Regions from separate parts of the Mus musculus genome. Here region 2 is linked to region 1. The links are chromatin contacts, called in public promoter capture Hi-C maps. All regions are on one chromosome and are shown on one strand. The core of a region is the stretch at or near the end of the contact, and the rest is flanking DNA. Distances in the headings are between cores, read along the strand shown.

What was found. Promoter capture Hi-C pulls out the DNA fragments that hold promoters and counts their contacts.
Region 2: a contact with region 1 is called in a promoter capture Hi-C map of neural stem cells. The contact joins the enhancer-like site here to the promoter of B4galt1 in region 1. A contact is called at or near these places in 5 of 39 promoter capture datasets (cranial neural crest, erythroid cells, fetal liver and 2 more), 2 of 484 Hi-C or Micro-C datasets (embryonic fibroblasts and hematopoietic stem and progenitor cells) and 4 of 115 datasets of contacts at active chromatin or transcription factors (the SCID.adh cell line, bone marrow-derived macrophages, embryonic stem cells and 1 more).

What each region holds. Positions count from the first base shown.
Region 1 is chr4:40,850,175-40,856,951 of GRCm38.p6, reverse strand. B4galt1 (UDP-Gal:betaGlcNAc beta 1,4- galactosyltransferase, polypeptide 1) reads left to right here and starts at 2,968. Exons shown (of 6, transcript NM_022305.5): 1 at 2,968-3,561. The coding sequence starts at 3,147.
Region 2 is chr4:41,116,961-41,124,014 of GRCm38.p6, reverse strand. It overlaps Nol6 (nucleolar protein family 6 (RNA-associated)), which reads left to right. Exons shown (of 26, transcript NM_139236.3): 2 at 356-556; 3 at 640-756; 4 at 1,712-1,891; 5 at 2,068-2,236; 6 at 2,429-2,563; 7 at 2,650-2,804; 8 at 2,888-3,008; 9 at 3,233-3,291; 10 at 3,376-3,477; 11 at 3,626-3,741; 12 at 3,831-4,008; 13 at 4,139-4,261; 14 at 4,454-4,602; 15 at 4,703-4,778; 6 more. Among named protein-coding and RNA genes, the nearest start is that of Nol6, 3.9 kb to the left of the region's middle. Within about 2 kb of position 4,889, at least 15 of the 459 cell types and tissues checked have an H3K27ac peak or open chromatin away from gene starts, as enhancers often do. A contact at or near this core is called in neural stem cells, where this site is marked.

The sequences.
Region 1 (6,777 bases), core at 1,719-4,218:
CTGTGCTAGTGCCGGGTTATTACTACGGGAATCAGAACTGCCAGCCGAGGTGGAGAACTGCTGTCAAGCTGCTTGGGAGTTGGGAGTTATAGACCTGTGAAATAACTGCCTGCTGTGTGCCAGGTACTGTCCTCTGTTCTCCTCATCTACTGGGGTGTGACAGCAATGTAAACTGGCAGGCATAAAAAAGGCTTAGTCCTTGATGGGTTCTTTGTCATCCCAATCAACAGACAATCAGCAGGTGTTATTCCCCCCCCCCGCCCCCGCCCCTATTTCAGGCCGAAAGGGTTGTGGGATATATCTGTGGCCCTAGCACTCTTCTCCTGTCTCCTGGCCATCATCTGTAGCTAGAAAGCTTTGTCTCCATTTTCCTCTGCTCATTTTTCAGATGTGGAGCTCATGCCTCAGCATAGCTCACTCCCAAGCAAAATTTCCCTGCTAGCATAGGATGGTGGAGTTTGTTCTTTACCCTGACCAACTCTCAGAAGATAATTCTTGACTTTGTCCTCTACAATGACTTAGCAATAAAGGTTTCCTTTTTCTTTTCATATACTGAGATAACCATTTCTGGGATCTAGGTGTGGCGACTCATACCTACAATCCATGCCCTTGGGAGGCTGAGGTAGAAGGTTGAGAGTTCAAGGCCAGTTAGGCTAACCTAGGCTATTAGGGTGAGCTCCTGTTGAAAAGAAAGAAAAGAAGAAGGAGGAGGAGGAGGAAGAGGAAGAGGAAGGAAGAAAGAAAGAAAGAAAGAAAGAAAGGAAGGAAGGAAGGAAGGAAGGAAGGAAGAAAGAAAGAAAGAAAGAAAGAAAGAAAGAAAGAAAGAAAGAAAGAAAGAGGCAGGCAGGCAGAGGGATGCTCACAGATATTCCTGGTCATGATAATGGAGGCCTACTTATAGTGTCAGATTTGTGAGGTTGAGGCAGGAAGATGCCAAGTTTAAGACCACCCTGGGCTATGCAGAGAGACCCTAATCTCAGACCAAACCAAACCAAACCAAACCAAACCAAACCAAACCACAAGTAGGTTGTGCAGATTTTTCAGGAGTTATGGGGTAGTCCAAATGGGTCTTTTCCAGAACAGGTTTTGGTGTTGGGGAACTGGAAGAACAATAACGCCTCTTTCTGAGGGGGATGAGGACGGGAGTGGGATGGAGGGGTTAGATTACTGTGTGCGGGACTCATTTGGCTGAGATGATACTGGAAGGTGGAGGGTTAGGGAAGAGATGTGGGTTGGATCCACAAAGTTTTGTGTTATCAGCTTATAGATAATAGAACCACACCTAAGGAACATAGACATAAAAGAGCCGCAGGGACCACAGCCTCAGGACCTCACCAAGGGAGGCGAGGGGCCAGAGAGGGTCGGTCAGGAAGTCACCTGATGAGCAGTATACTTTCTTTTCTTTCTTTCTTTTTTTTTTTTTTTTTTTGGTTTGTTTTTGCTTTTGTTTTTCGAGACAGGTTTTTTTTCTGTGTAGCCCTGGCTGTCCTGGAACTCACTCTGTAGAACAGGCTGGCCTCGAACTCAGAAATGCACCTGCCTCCCAAGTGGTTTTTTTTTTTTTAAATACTTTCTATGATTGCAACCAAATGTCACTCAGCCTGCTTTCTCATCGATGAATCGGAGACAGTTAACAACCCCTATTACATGGCATATATTGGTTAACAACAAACTCTCCAAACATAGGAGTAGCTAGAATTAGCATTCCCCATCTTAAGGTTCTCATCACATTCAAGGATAAATGGGTCTGAGGCCTCGGGGTCAAGACTTCAAGTGCTTAAATCTTCCAGCTTCCACTTTCAGATCAACAAGGTTAGGTAAAGGAACGCGCAGTGACAAAGTTTTTAGGAGCCCTGAGTTCCACAGCTTATCAGCTGTGAGATTTTACAGGCCATTCATTCTTATTCACTCCAAGGCACTGAAATCTTTGTTTACTACATAGTCTGGGCTGGCTCCAAACTCTGGCTCTTCCTGTCTCCGCAACCAGAGTCTGGGATTACAGGTGTTCACGACCGCGCCTAGATTCCAGTATTCTGTTAAATGGGGACTGTGTTCCAGCGCTGTGTACAACGGGCTGTTCTGTACGCAGGCTTAGGAATTAATGCAGTTTTCTGCCAGTCTCATCCCAACAAGCATGTGTCATCTCCATGTGGCATGCACTAGAGGCCATGTTGCACCTAGAACCAAGTTGGGCAGGTTCCTGAGGTTTCCCAATCCTGCAAACACTTATGTGGGAGTAAGAGTAGAGCAAGATGGTCACTTCCCTAGCAGGACTCAATAAGCAGCTCCTCCACTTTAGCCCCCTCACAGGCAGGCGGACCCAGCTAGGGTAAGTGGATCTTTGGAACGCCCCAGAGAATCCGTCCGCTGGCCTCGCGGGACGTCGAAGCCGGTTTCCTAGACGACCTTTCTCCACTCCATTTTCTCACTATCCCAAGGCTACCGCCTGTCCTCTTGTCCTCACTAGCTGCTGTCCCAGGCCCATACCCGAGTCACTGGGTACGTCAGGAAGTGGTGAGCAGCTCGTTGAACAAGAAGCTGGTTTAGAGAGACTTAAGCTCCACGGTGAACGCTAGGAAGAAAAGCTGAGCGCCGCTGGGTATGGGATGCCCGCTCAACCCAAGGCTGCGGTGGGGCTGGCGGAGCGCCACGTTTAGTCCCCAAGTGTCGCGACGCCCTGCAACCCAACCTCCCGAGGGCCCGCCCCTTAGTGCCTGCCCCCCAAGCTCCGCCCTCCCTTAGCTGCCAGAAAAACCCGGCTGAAGGTTCCGCCCCTCAGTCCCCTCTCCGAGCCTTGTCCCTCATGCCCCGCCCCTCTCGAAAAAGACCCGCTTTGCGGCCCCACCCCTTAGACTCCGCCCCCCCAGGTTCCGCGAACAGCCTTCCGAAACCCGGTTGAGGCCCCGCCCTAGGTCGAGACCACGCCCCCTGCTCATCCGCGCTTGTGGTTCCCGCTGATCTCTCCAAAGTCCCGCGGCCAGGGGTGTCGGCTTTCCGCCGCAGGCGGCCGGTGCTGCGCTAGGTCCTAGCCCCCTCCCCCCGGCCCCTCCTTCGATCGCTGTGGTCGGGTAGCGCCTGGCGGGCGGCCTGCGGGCGGGCCGTCCTCTCAGCCGTAGCCCACCCCCTCTTAAAGCCGCGGCGGGAAGATGAGGTTTCGTGAGCAGTTCCTGGGCGGCAGCGCCGCGATGCCGGGCGCGACCCTGCAGCGGGCCTGCCGCCTGCTCGTGGCCGTCTGCGCGCTGCACCTCGGCGTCACCCTCGTCTATTACCTCTCTGGCCGCGATCTGAGCCGCCTGCCCCAGTTGGTCGGAGTCTCCTCTACACTGCAGGGCGGCACGAACGGCGCCGCAGCCAGCAAGCAGCCCCCAGGAGAGCAGCGGCCGCGGGGTGCGCGGCCGCCGCCTCCTTTAGGCGTCTCCCCGAAGCCTCGCCCGGGTCTCGACTCCAGCCCTGGTGCAGCTTCTGGCCCCGGCTTGAAGAGCAACTTGTCTTCGTTGCCAGTGCCCACCACCACTGGACTGTTGTCGCTGCCAGCTTGCCCTGAGGAGTCCCCGCTGCTCGGTAAGACCCAGGATCTGAGGACGTGGACTCCTCGGATTTCCTCAGTAGGGTTCCAGGGATATTATCCTAAGATCTCTTTCAGGACTGCCAGCCACCAGGTTTTGATCAGAGTGCATAATCCCCAAGAAGGGCTTAATCCTCTTTGGGATGACCCAAAGAGAGGTTGGCTGGTGTCTCAAGAGGCAGGGGCCCTGTTGGGAAACCCCCAGGCTCTTACCCCAGCACCAGACAAGGCCCTGGAGACACCCTTGTTCTGGCCCAGGACTCAGGAAGTTTGAAGTTGGGGTCAGTTTAGAGTAGACTGAAAAGGCTGCTCTGCAACCTTCCCTACCTATAGTAGCAACACCGGCAACCTTCAACCTTCTGAGGACAAGACCGACAGTGAGAAAACCACCTCCCCTCCCCACCACCCTCCACTCCGCCTTAGAACAAGCCACTTAACTTTCTCTTTAAGGTTTCTTTCTGGTAAATGGAGATAATAAACCACACGTATTTTGGAGTTGTTTTGAAGAAGTAAATGAAACATTGTAACTAAGAGTTTAAAGAATGAGGATGAACTCTTAGAAAGTTGCTACAATTGTGGGATTTCCTCCTGTTTGTAGGTGCTGAACCAAGGGGCCTTCTGTCTCCCACCCCAAGTTCCTCCTCCTGATGCTTCCTCTTAACCAAACTGAGCAGGGCCCTCTCCAGGGGCAGAGGGCCTGTGTACTCAGGGGACTGACTGGAGGGCTAAAATTAACCCGGTCAATGGGGCTGCACTTTCCTGGAAATACTTGCCCAGCTGATACCAGGCAGGGGGGCAAGTATATGAGTTTGTGTTCCCAGTACTAGGCGACTGGCCAGGGTAGAACTTTGACTGGAGATCACAGGTAGTGCCAGGTTTTAGAGAATGTTTCGCAGAGTGAATCCCATCTCCCCACAGACAGACAGGCAGGCAGCGTGCTAATAGCTCTGTCTCATTCTGGGAAAGCCTTGGCAGAGCAGGCCTTCCTATAGCCTGTTGCTCAATGTCTCCAATAATTACTTCAATGTTTTCACATCAAGTTTGGGAGGAACCTCTTGGAATTGGCCAAACATGAGTAATCGAATTACTTTGGACTTGGTTGTTAATTTGGGAAACAGGAATAGTTCTATGGAAAGTGAAGTAGAACATTAGTCTGACTTCAAGCATGTTATAGTGTTTCTTCCTGTTGTATAAAGTGGACTTGTCTGTGCTTACCTCACAGGGCTATTTTTAGGACTAATTGAGATTGTATATAGAGTAGGCAGGCACTCAGCAAGTAATCAACAATACAGTTTGAGGATGTGAAGTGGCGATTTCTTAGACTTCCACGGAGATGGCTCGCTGAACAACATAGAAGAGGAGGAAGTGACCGAGTCCTCAGACCACAGAATGTCTGGGCCTTTTGCTTTTATTTTTGGTTGTTGCCTGAGCATCATGCAGAAAAAAGACAAATTAATTAGTTAAGTACCCCAGAGCCATGGACATAGCTCAGATGGTGGAAGGCTTGTCTGGCCTGCCCAAAGCCTTGATTATAAAACTGAGCAAACATCAGATCCTATCTCAAAGAGAAAACCAGGTTTATAGTTGTTCAGAGTATAGGTTCTTCCTGCTGAAATATGAGGGACTGTGGTAACTATAGTTCTGTTCAGTTTGGTTTGGTAATGTGGGTTGCTCAATTCATCCTGAAATAGACAGCTCAAAAGGACCTTACTGAGAGAGATCACTTTAGACTGTGGAGTCCAGAGGCCTAGGCCTCTTCTGGCCTGGCTACCTTCATGTGACTTGCATGGGACTGATGTCTAGGTTTCTGCTGAGACCACAATCGCAGAAACAAGGGTAGGAGGTTAGGTTTTGTTTTGTTTTTATTAATTTGAGCCCTTAGATTTGAATGCTTAGGTGCAGCTTTTGGGGGGCGGTTCTTGGTCAGAAGGAATCTTAAGAAAACTTTTAAGTGTATTTGGGACTCTGTGTGTGTGTGTGTGTGTGTGTGTGTGTGTGTGTGTGTGTGTAGTGTCAAGCCCATCTGTTCCACTGGGCAGGTGTCAGCCAAAGCCCTTGACCGTGGTTTTGAGGTTGGTGGGAGAAAGCACCCCTAGGGGGTTAGCACGGTGGCCTTTTTACTACTCACAGTTCCTTTCCCCAACTTTCCTCTGCTTTCTGGTGTCCAGCAGTCTAAGCCAGATGCTTGGATCTTTTTCAGTTGATAGCTGGTGACTTTGAGGTGGTAAGGGACCAGACCCGGCTGCTGATAGGTTGCTGTTAGATCTGCTTTTGGGTTTGTCAGAATATTTGAATGGACTTTAGATAGACTGAGGTTGGAATTGTGCTTAGGCAATATATGTGTAACCGGGGCAAACTGTATTGTTTGCAGTCCTAGTGATGGTGGGCACTCCTCTCATCTGTAGGGCTAGTGTGAGCCTCTGTCTGTCTGTCTGTCCCATCCTTCCTTACTCCACTGTGGGCTACAGGGGTTAGCTGGCCGTGCCTGATAAGTCTTCTATTTGCCCAGAGAACTCTAGTTACTTCAGGCATTTTCTTTAGCCCTGTGACAGGCCTCCAGGTAACTGTCACTGTGTACTCTACTGGCTGTAGCAGTGAGCCGGCCTTTCTGGCCCTCTGAATGTTTGCCCGGGCTGAGAGGAGGCATGGCCTTGTGGTTCTTTCCCGGAATGTTTATCTTTTTCCAGAAGGTTTTATCTGCTCATATTTGGCACAGCTTGACAAAATTTGACTGGCTGTGGCACAGGCATTTTGGGTGTGGTGTTAGTGGAAAGGGGGACAGCACGTCAGGCTGGATTGATTTGGGGAAGCAGGACTGGCTGATTCAGCCGGGGGTCTGGGACAGATGGTACAGATCTTTCAAGGGGGCAGTGGACACTGGACAACTTAAACCTCAGAGGCCCCTTTTGACCAACTGTGCTTTAAGGAGATACCCTTCATTTGTTCAAAGGGAAGATGTGTGTGTGTGTGTGTGTGTGTAGACCCATATGCCATGGTGTGTAGACCCACATGCCATGGTGTGTAGACCCATATGCCATGGTGTGTAGACCCATATGCCACGGTGTGTAGACCCACATGCCACGGTGTGTAGACCCACATGCCACGGTGTGTAGACCCACATGCCACGGTGTGTAGACCCACATGCCACGGTGTGTAGACCCATATGCCACGGTGTGTAGACCCATATGCCATGGTGTGTAGACCCATATGCC
Region 2 (7,054 bases), core at 3,640-6,139, 270 kb before region 1:
TCTAGCCTTGGAGAGATCTGGATAGAGCAGGAGAAGAGGTGATATTTGGGAAGGCCTAAGCCTGTCTCAGCAAAAGATTTGTGGTGTCCGGAAACAGGAGGGCATTGGAGCACTACCTCAGGCAGTGACTGGCAAACTCAGTCAGGTCTAAGCAGGACTGCATCCTCACGCTGTCAGATTTCTCTCAGTGATGGCTATCCCGAGTTTTATAAAAATCTTAACGCCCACTGAAAGGGAACAACTAGAGTAGATGAACCCTTTACCCACAAACTTGAGTCAGCTGATACAGATACCCCCCCCCCCCCCCCCCCCCGATTTCATGTTGGCATGTTGGTTTCTGTCTCTCTGGTCATAGGTGATGGAACTTGCCTTCGAAGGCATGGACAAAGAGAAGGCACCCTCAAGAAAGCGTGCAAGAACAGAGCCACCTGCAGAAGGCCTCCTGCAGCCAGTGAACCTCAGTCGGGAGGAGCTGTACAAGGAGCCTACAAATGAGGAGCTAAATCGCCTCCGTGAGACCGAGATCTTGTTCCACTCCACCTTGCTTCGTTTACAAGTACGTGGGTGGCCAGGGCATAGGTTAGAGGGGTTTCCGTGGGGTCCCGAGGCTCACAGATTCCTCCCTTCCCCCTGCTAAAGGTGGAGGAGTTACTAAAGGAAGTCAGACTGTCAGAGAAGAAGAAAGAGAGGATTGATAATTTCCTGAAGGAGGTTACCAAGCGGATCCAGAAAGTGCCTCCAGTCCCTGAGGCTGAGGTAAGGCAGATGGCCTTGGGACAGTGAGTCATGAGACCCTCTTTGCTGTTCCACGAAACTTGGTTACTAAGGAGATCATTCTCATTGCAAGAAGACTCAACCAGGACACAGGTCATGCATTTGTCTCTCAAATGTAGCTCCATCTTGTACAAGTTTTGTAGGTGTTTTGTTTGTTTGAACAGGGTCTTACATGCCCCTGGCTGGCTGGCCTTGAACTCCTGATTGTCCTGCATAGTTCCCAAGGACGGAGATTGAGGGCCTGAGCCACTTTTGTTTGGTTTTGTTTTTTGTTTCATTTTTAAGATTCATTGATTGATTTTATGTATGTGAGAATCCTGTTGCTATCTTCAGACATACCAGAAGGCAGCATTGTTACAGATGGTTGCAAGGCACCATATGGTTCCTAGGAATTGAACTCGGGACCTGTGGAAGTGCTCTTAACCACTGAGCCATCTCTCCAGCCCACTTTTTTCTTTTTAACATAGGATCTTAACTTTGTAACCCGTACTGTAACTCAAACTGGTGGTGGTCCTCCTGCTTCAGTCCCCTGAGTGCTAGGATTATAGTTGTGAACCTTTACTTCCAACCAAAAATGGTTATTTTATTTTGTGTATTTATTTTTTATTGAGACAGGGTCTCATACAGTCCAGGCTGGCCTTGAACTTGCTTGCTATATAGTCAAGGGAGATCTTGAATTTCTGATCTTCCTGCCTTCCCAAATGCTGGAGTTGCAGGTGTGAGCCACCATTCCTAGCCTGAAAATGGGTAACAATAGAAATAAGTCATGGCGGCTTAGCTGTCAATCAAGTTGTCTTCACAGAGGGAGAAGGCGTTTGTGGAAGATTGTGAGTTATAGTTTCTAACATACTGGCATGCTATCTACTACGTATTAGATTCTATCACCTTTGTGAGGAAGGTGATAGAATCCATATGTTTCCTGCGTCTGTCCCCACAGCTCACTGACCAGTCATGGCTCCCAGCTGGGGTCCGAGTGCCCCTCCACCAAGTGCCCTATGCCGTGAAGGGCTCCTTCCGCTTCCGGCCTCCATCCCAGATCACTGTTGTGGGTAGCTACCTTCTGGATACTTGTATGCGACCAGATATCAATGTGGACGTGGCAGTGACCATGCCCAGGGTAAGGCCCATGGTTTGGGGGCTATTAGAGGATCAGCAAAGGGTCCCTTTGGGACTTTGTGCCCTTTGTCTGAATATTGGGTGTGTTCTTCCTGGGACTTAAGCCTAGCTTTGACCTAGTCCCCAGTTCCATGAACACTTATGTGTCTGACCTTCTCTCTTCCCTGATTCCTCCAGGAAATCTTACAGGACAAAGACGGGCTGAACCAGCGTTACTTCCGCAAGCGAGCCCTTTACCTGGCCCACTTAGCTTACCACCTGGCCCAGGATCCCCTCTTCAGCAGCGTACGCTTCTCTTACATGAGTGGATGCCACCTGAAGCCCTCGCTGCTGCTGCGGCCACATGGTGGGAGTCACTCTCTGGGCTTAGTGCACAGTATGGGATGGTAAATCTGGAGGGGGCCATGAGGTCTTCAAGTCTGGAAGCCTCGAGGCCAGGAGGTCAGAAGTCATGGGTGCCCAAGTATGAGGGGGTGCTAAGGGGACCCACTCAGATTTTAGGAGTTGTAGAATCTCACTACTCCATGTCTCTACCCAGGGAAGGATGAGCGCCTAGTTACTGTGCGCCTGCTTCCCTGCCCTCCCTTGGACTTCTTCCGTCCCTGCCGCTTGCTGCCAACTAAGAACAATGTGCGCTCTGCCTGGTACCGAGGGCAGAGCTGTCCGGATTACGGTGAGCAGGCACTGGTGCTGAAATGTGTTGGTGGGCAGGGGTTTGGTGGAGCCTTCTCTTCTAATAGTCTCCATTTGTTTGCGTAGAGCCGCCTACCCCCCACTATAACACCTGGATCCTGCAGGATGTAGCTCTGGAGACCCACATGCACTTGCTGGCAAGTGTGCTGGGCTCTGCCCAGGGCCTGAAGGATGGCGTGGCACTTCTGAAGGTTTGGCTGAGGCAGCGGGAACTGGACAAGGTGAGTTGTGGGTGGCCTGGTTTCCTCGCCTCTTTGTGGGAAGGGTTGCTCCTGAGCTCAGTCCAGTCATGCTTCTCTTTCAGGGCCTGGGTGGATTTAACGGATTCATCATCTCCATGCTGGTTGCCTTCCTGGTATCTAAACGAAAGATCCATACCACCATGAGCGGCTACCAGGTCCTGAGAAGTGTCCTGCAGTTTCTGGGTAAGGTAACTAGAGTGGACAGGCCAGGGGTTCCGCTTGTCCCCGGGGGTTCTCTTATTCCACCAGAGCTCCGTTAGTTTCTTGTCACCAGACAGAGGAGAAAACTGAGTCTGAGGCAGGCAGTTGTAGCCACCCAGGCTGAGGGAGGCAGGGAGGGTATCGCTGTGGCCAGGTCCCAAAAGGACCTTCTAATACAATACCTACCTTTCTCTGGTTCACTCCAGCCACTACCGATCTGACAATCAATGGAATCAGTTTCTCTCTCAGCTCAGATCCCTCCTTGGTGAGTTAAGTAACGTGGGCAGGTATGTGCTAATGGGCCTGCAGGTAGACCTCAACCCTGATTGGCTTCTCTCTGCCCCTCCAGCCCACCCTGGCTGAATTCCACCAGCTTTTCGCGGTTGTGTTTGTGGACCCATCAGGCCGCCTCAACCTCTGTGCCGATGTTACAGCTTCCACTTACAACCAGGTACCAACAGGTCCTCCTACTCCCGGATCCTCCATACGTCTCCGCTCAGGCTGCCGTGCCTGTGCCAGAACGGCAGAAGTAGACCCGGGCTGCGAGCCTTTCAGCCAGCGAGGGTTACAGCTGTGTTTCCTCCTCATCCTGTGCCCAGGTGCAGTACGAGGCAGAACTGTCTATGGCGTTGCTGGACAGCAAAGCTGACGATGGATTTCAGCTGCTGTTGATGACTCCCAAACCCATGATCCAGGCTTTTGACCACGTTGTCCAGTGAGTTTGGGGTGGTGTAGGGTCACAAGGGAGGAGGAGTCACGGACCTAGTGGGTTCTCATTGGTCCCCTTTGCCCTGTACCCTCCAGTCTCCATCCACTGAGTCGCCTGCAGGCATCCTGTCACCAGCTAAAGCTTTGGCCAGAGCTGCAGGATAACGGAGGGGACTACGTTTCAGCCGCTCTGGGCCCACTAACCAACATTTTGGTGCAGGGTCTGGGGTGCCGGCTGCATCTGCTGGCTCACTCTCGGCCCCCAGTCCCAGAGGTGAGACCCTGTAGACTGGGAAGTTGGCTGGATATAGGGTCCAAAGGGACCCACAGCGTGCTGCCCAGCTGGTTAGCCTCCAGCAGGCTTGGGGCCTTTGGGTTGACATCAACCTGTTTACATCCTACAGTGGAGTATCAACCAAGATCCCCCGAAGCACAAGGACGCTGGGACCCTGACCCTGGGATTTCTCTTCCGGCCCGAGGGACTGACCAGTGTTATTGATCTTGGCCCAGAGGCTGACAAGCCTGAGGTGTGAAACCCCAGCCTGCCCGTGGGGAGGAGTGGGTGGAGCTTCCTCACGATACCTAAGTTGAGGCCTGTCTGCAGTGCTTGGGATTGAGCTCAGGGCTTTGGGCACGTTATTAGTCCATCCCTCTATCACTGAGCTACGCCCCAGCTCATTCTTTCTTGGCCTCTCTTCCCATCCTTTGCTTCTCTCCAGGCTGCTGATTTCCGTCAGTTCTGGGGGACCCGCTCAGAGCTCAGGCGTTTCCAGGACGGAGCCATCCGGGAAGCTGTGGTCTGGGAGGCAGAATCTTTGTTTGAGAAGCGTCTTATTCCTCATCAGGTGGTCACCCACCTCTTAGCACTGTGAGTATCAGCGTCTTCACACCAGGAGGCTGCTGTGGTCAGGGCAGCCATTTTCGGTAGGCATAGCCCCTGACACCCTCATTGTATCTGTGTTCTTCAGCCATGCTGACATCCCAGACACCTGTATCCAGTATGTGGGTGGCTTCCTTGATGCATTGATCCAAAACCCCAAAGAGGTAAGAGCCTGGGGTCTAAGCCAGTGATTGCGGGGTAGTTAGTGCTATGGCAAGACTGGATGGAGAACCCTTTCTACCCTAGCCAGGTTGCATCTCCTAGTGTCCAGCAGGGGGCGCCCCGGTCCTGCCATAGCCTGAATCATGGCAGCATCCAAGGTGGTGCTGGGGTTTCTTAAGACCCAGACTTCCTCCTGAGTGTCTTCTCTTCATCAGATCTCCAGCACGGGTGAGGAGGCCTTGGCGTTGGCTGTGCGTTGCTATGATGACCTCAGCCGCCTGCTCTGGGGGCTGGAGGGTCTCCCACTTACTGTGTCTGCCGTTCAGGGGGCTCACCCAGTGCTGCGCTACACAGAGGTAAGGTGCAGGGGGGCAGGGAGTCCTTTATGGTTAGTGCCCCCACTCACACCTGCCCCATCCTCCCATCTCTGGGCTGTCCCTCCCTCTCAAAGTCACTGTCCTGTCTTCCACAGGTTTTCCCTCCAGCTCCAGTCCGTCCTGCCTACTCCTTCTATAACCGCCTCCAAGAGCTGGCCTCACTGTTGCCCCGGCCGGATAAGCCCTGCCCAGCCTATGTGGAGCCTATGACTGGTAAGAGGGTCCTTGGGAGAGAGTGGGGAAGGCAGCAGGCTGCGGAATCAGATCTCTCACCCCTTCTGTTCTTCAGTGGTTTGTCACCTGGAGGGCAGCGGGCAGTGGCCTCAGGATGCAGAAGCGGTGCAGCGGGTCCGAGCCGCCTTCCAGCTGCGCCTGGCGGAGGTGCTGACCCAGGAGCATAGACTACAGTGCTGCGCCACTGCCACACACACGGATGTCCTCAAGGTTAGGCTGCTACAGGGTGAGAGATCACCACAGAACAGGCTCCAGGGACATCAGGGGCTACAGGAAGATAACTGTCGGTCGTGGTCTGCGGGGCCAGGGATCCAGGTGGCAGCGCACCCCCAAGTGCTCTTGACATTCATTTCCTTTGCCACATCTCTCCACAGGATGGGTTCGTGTTTAGGATTCGAGTGGCCTATCAGCGGGAGCCACAGATCCTGAAAGAGGTGCGGAGCCCCGAGGGCATGGTCTCCCTGAGAGACACACCTGCCTCCCTCCGCCTTGAGAGAGACACCAAGCTGTTGCCTCTGCTCACCAGTGCCCTGCATGGGTAAGGTTACATTCGTGAGCTCTTCTTGGATGTAGGCCTCCTGCCCCCATTCTGCTTACCTGGCTACCAGATTCTCTGGAGGCCAGGCAGCATAATACCTCCCTTGTGAACTGGTAGTAACATTAGTAATAACTTCCGGGCGTTTGCTAGGAGAGCATGGGAGATGTGTACCCCATGTGGGCAGTGCTGGGCAGAGGCCGAGCGACTGGCGGTAGGTCCATCCCTATGTGGGTCTCTCTGAGTTCCCAGGTCTCACTGCCAAGGCTTCCTCCCCCAGACTCCAGCAGCAGTACCCAGCCTACTCGGGGGTGGCTCGCCTGGCCAAGCGGTGGGTGCGTGCCCAGCTTCTGGGTGAGGGCTTCACTGACGAGAGCCTGGATCTGCTGGCCGCTTCACTCTTCCTGCACCCTGAGCCCTTCACCCCTCCCAGGTAATGACCTGGATGCTTTCCTCGCTCGGGAAGTTGCTCTAAGTGATGCAGTCTTTATTCTAACTGGGGGAGGGTGGCGAGTACACGATAGAGGGTGTTTTCAGATGCTTCTCACTGAGGGGTTGGGGACATCAGGCCTCAGATTCTTTCTCTTTCTATCTGCTCAGCGTCCCACAGGTTGGCTTTCTTCGGTTCCTTTACTTGGTATCTACCTTTGATTGGAAGAACAACCCTCTCATTGTCAACCTCAACGGTGAGCTGACTGGTAAGTGGTAGGACTCAGGTCAGACCACTGGAAGAACTTCCCTGTGTAGATGGCACAGTAAGCAGGTGAACACCCTGTGAGTTCGTCCAGGAAGCCTCCTAGATCCCAGATGTCTAAGCCTAATGGTCTGTCTTGGGGAAGAGAATTGTCAGATGGAAGAGGCAGAGGCTATATCAAGTCTGGCTTAGAGAGCTTTGCCTATGTGGTCCATGATAAAATTACTACTCAGGGCTGTGGAGCAAGGGGAGAGCAAAGGAAAGCTTCTTGAATTCTAGGTGAGAGTCTTGTGTGGGGAGCCAGGAAGTTAGACTGTGCCTGCACCTGGGAGGTGGGATTGTTGGTTTCCCATTGTAACCTTAGGAGCTCTTGGGTCCCAGCAGAGAGCAAGGTGTCAGGTTCCTAATTCTCCACCAGGTGTGTGAGAGCCTTGGGCA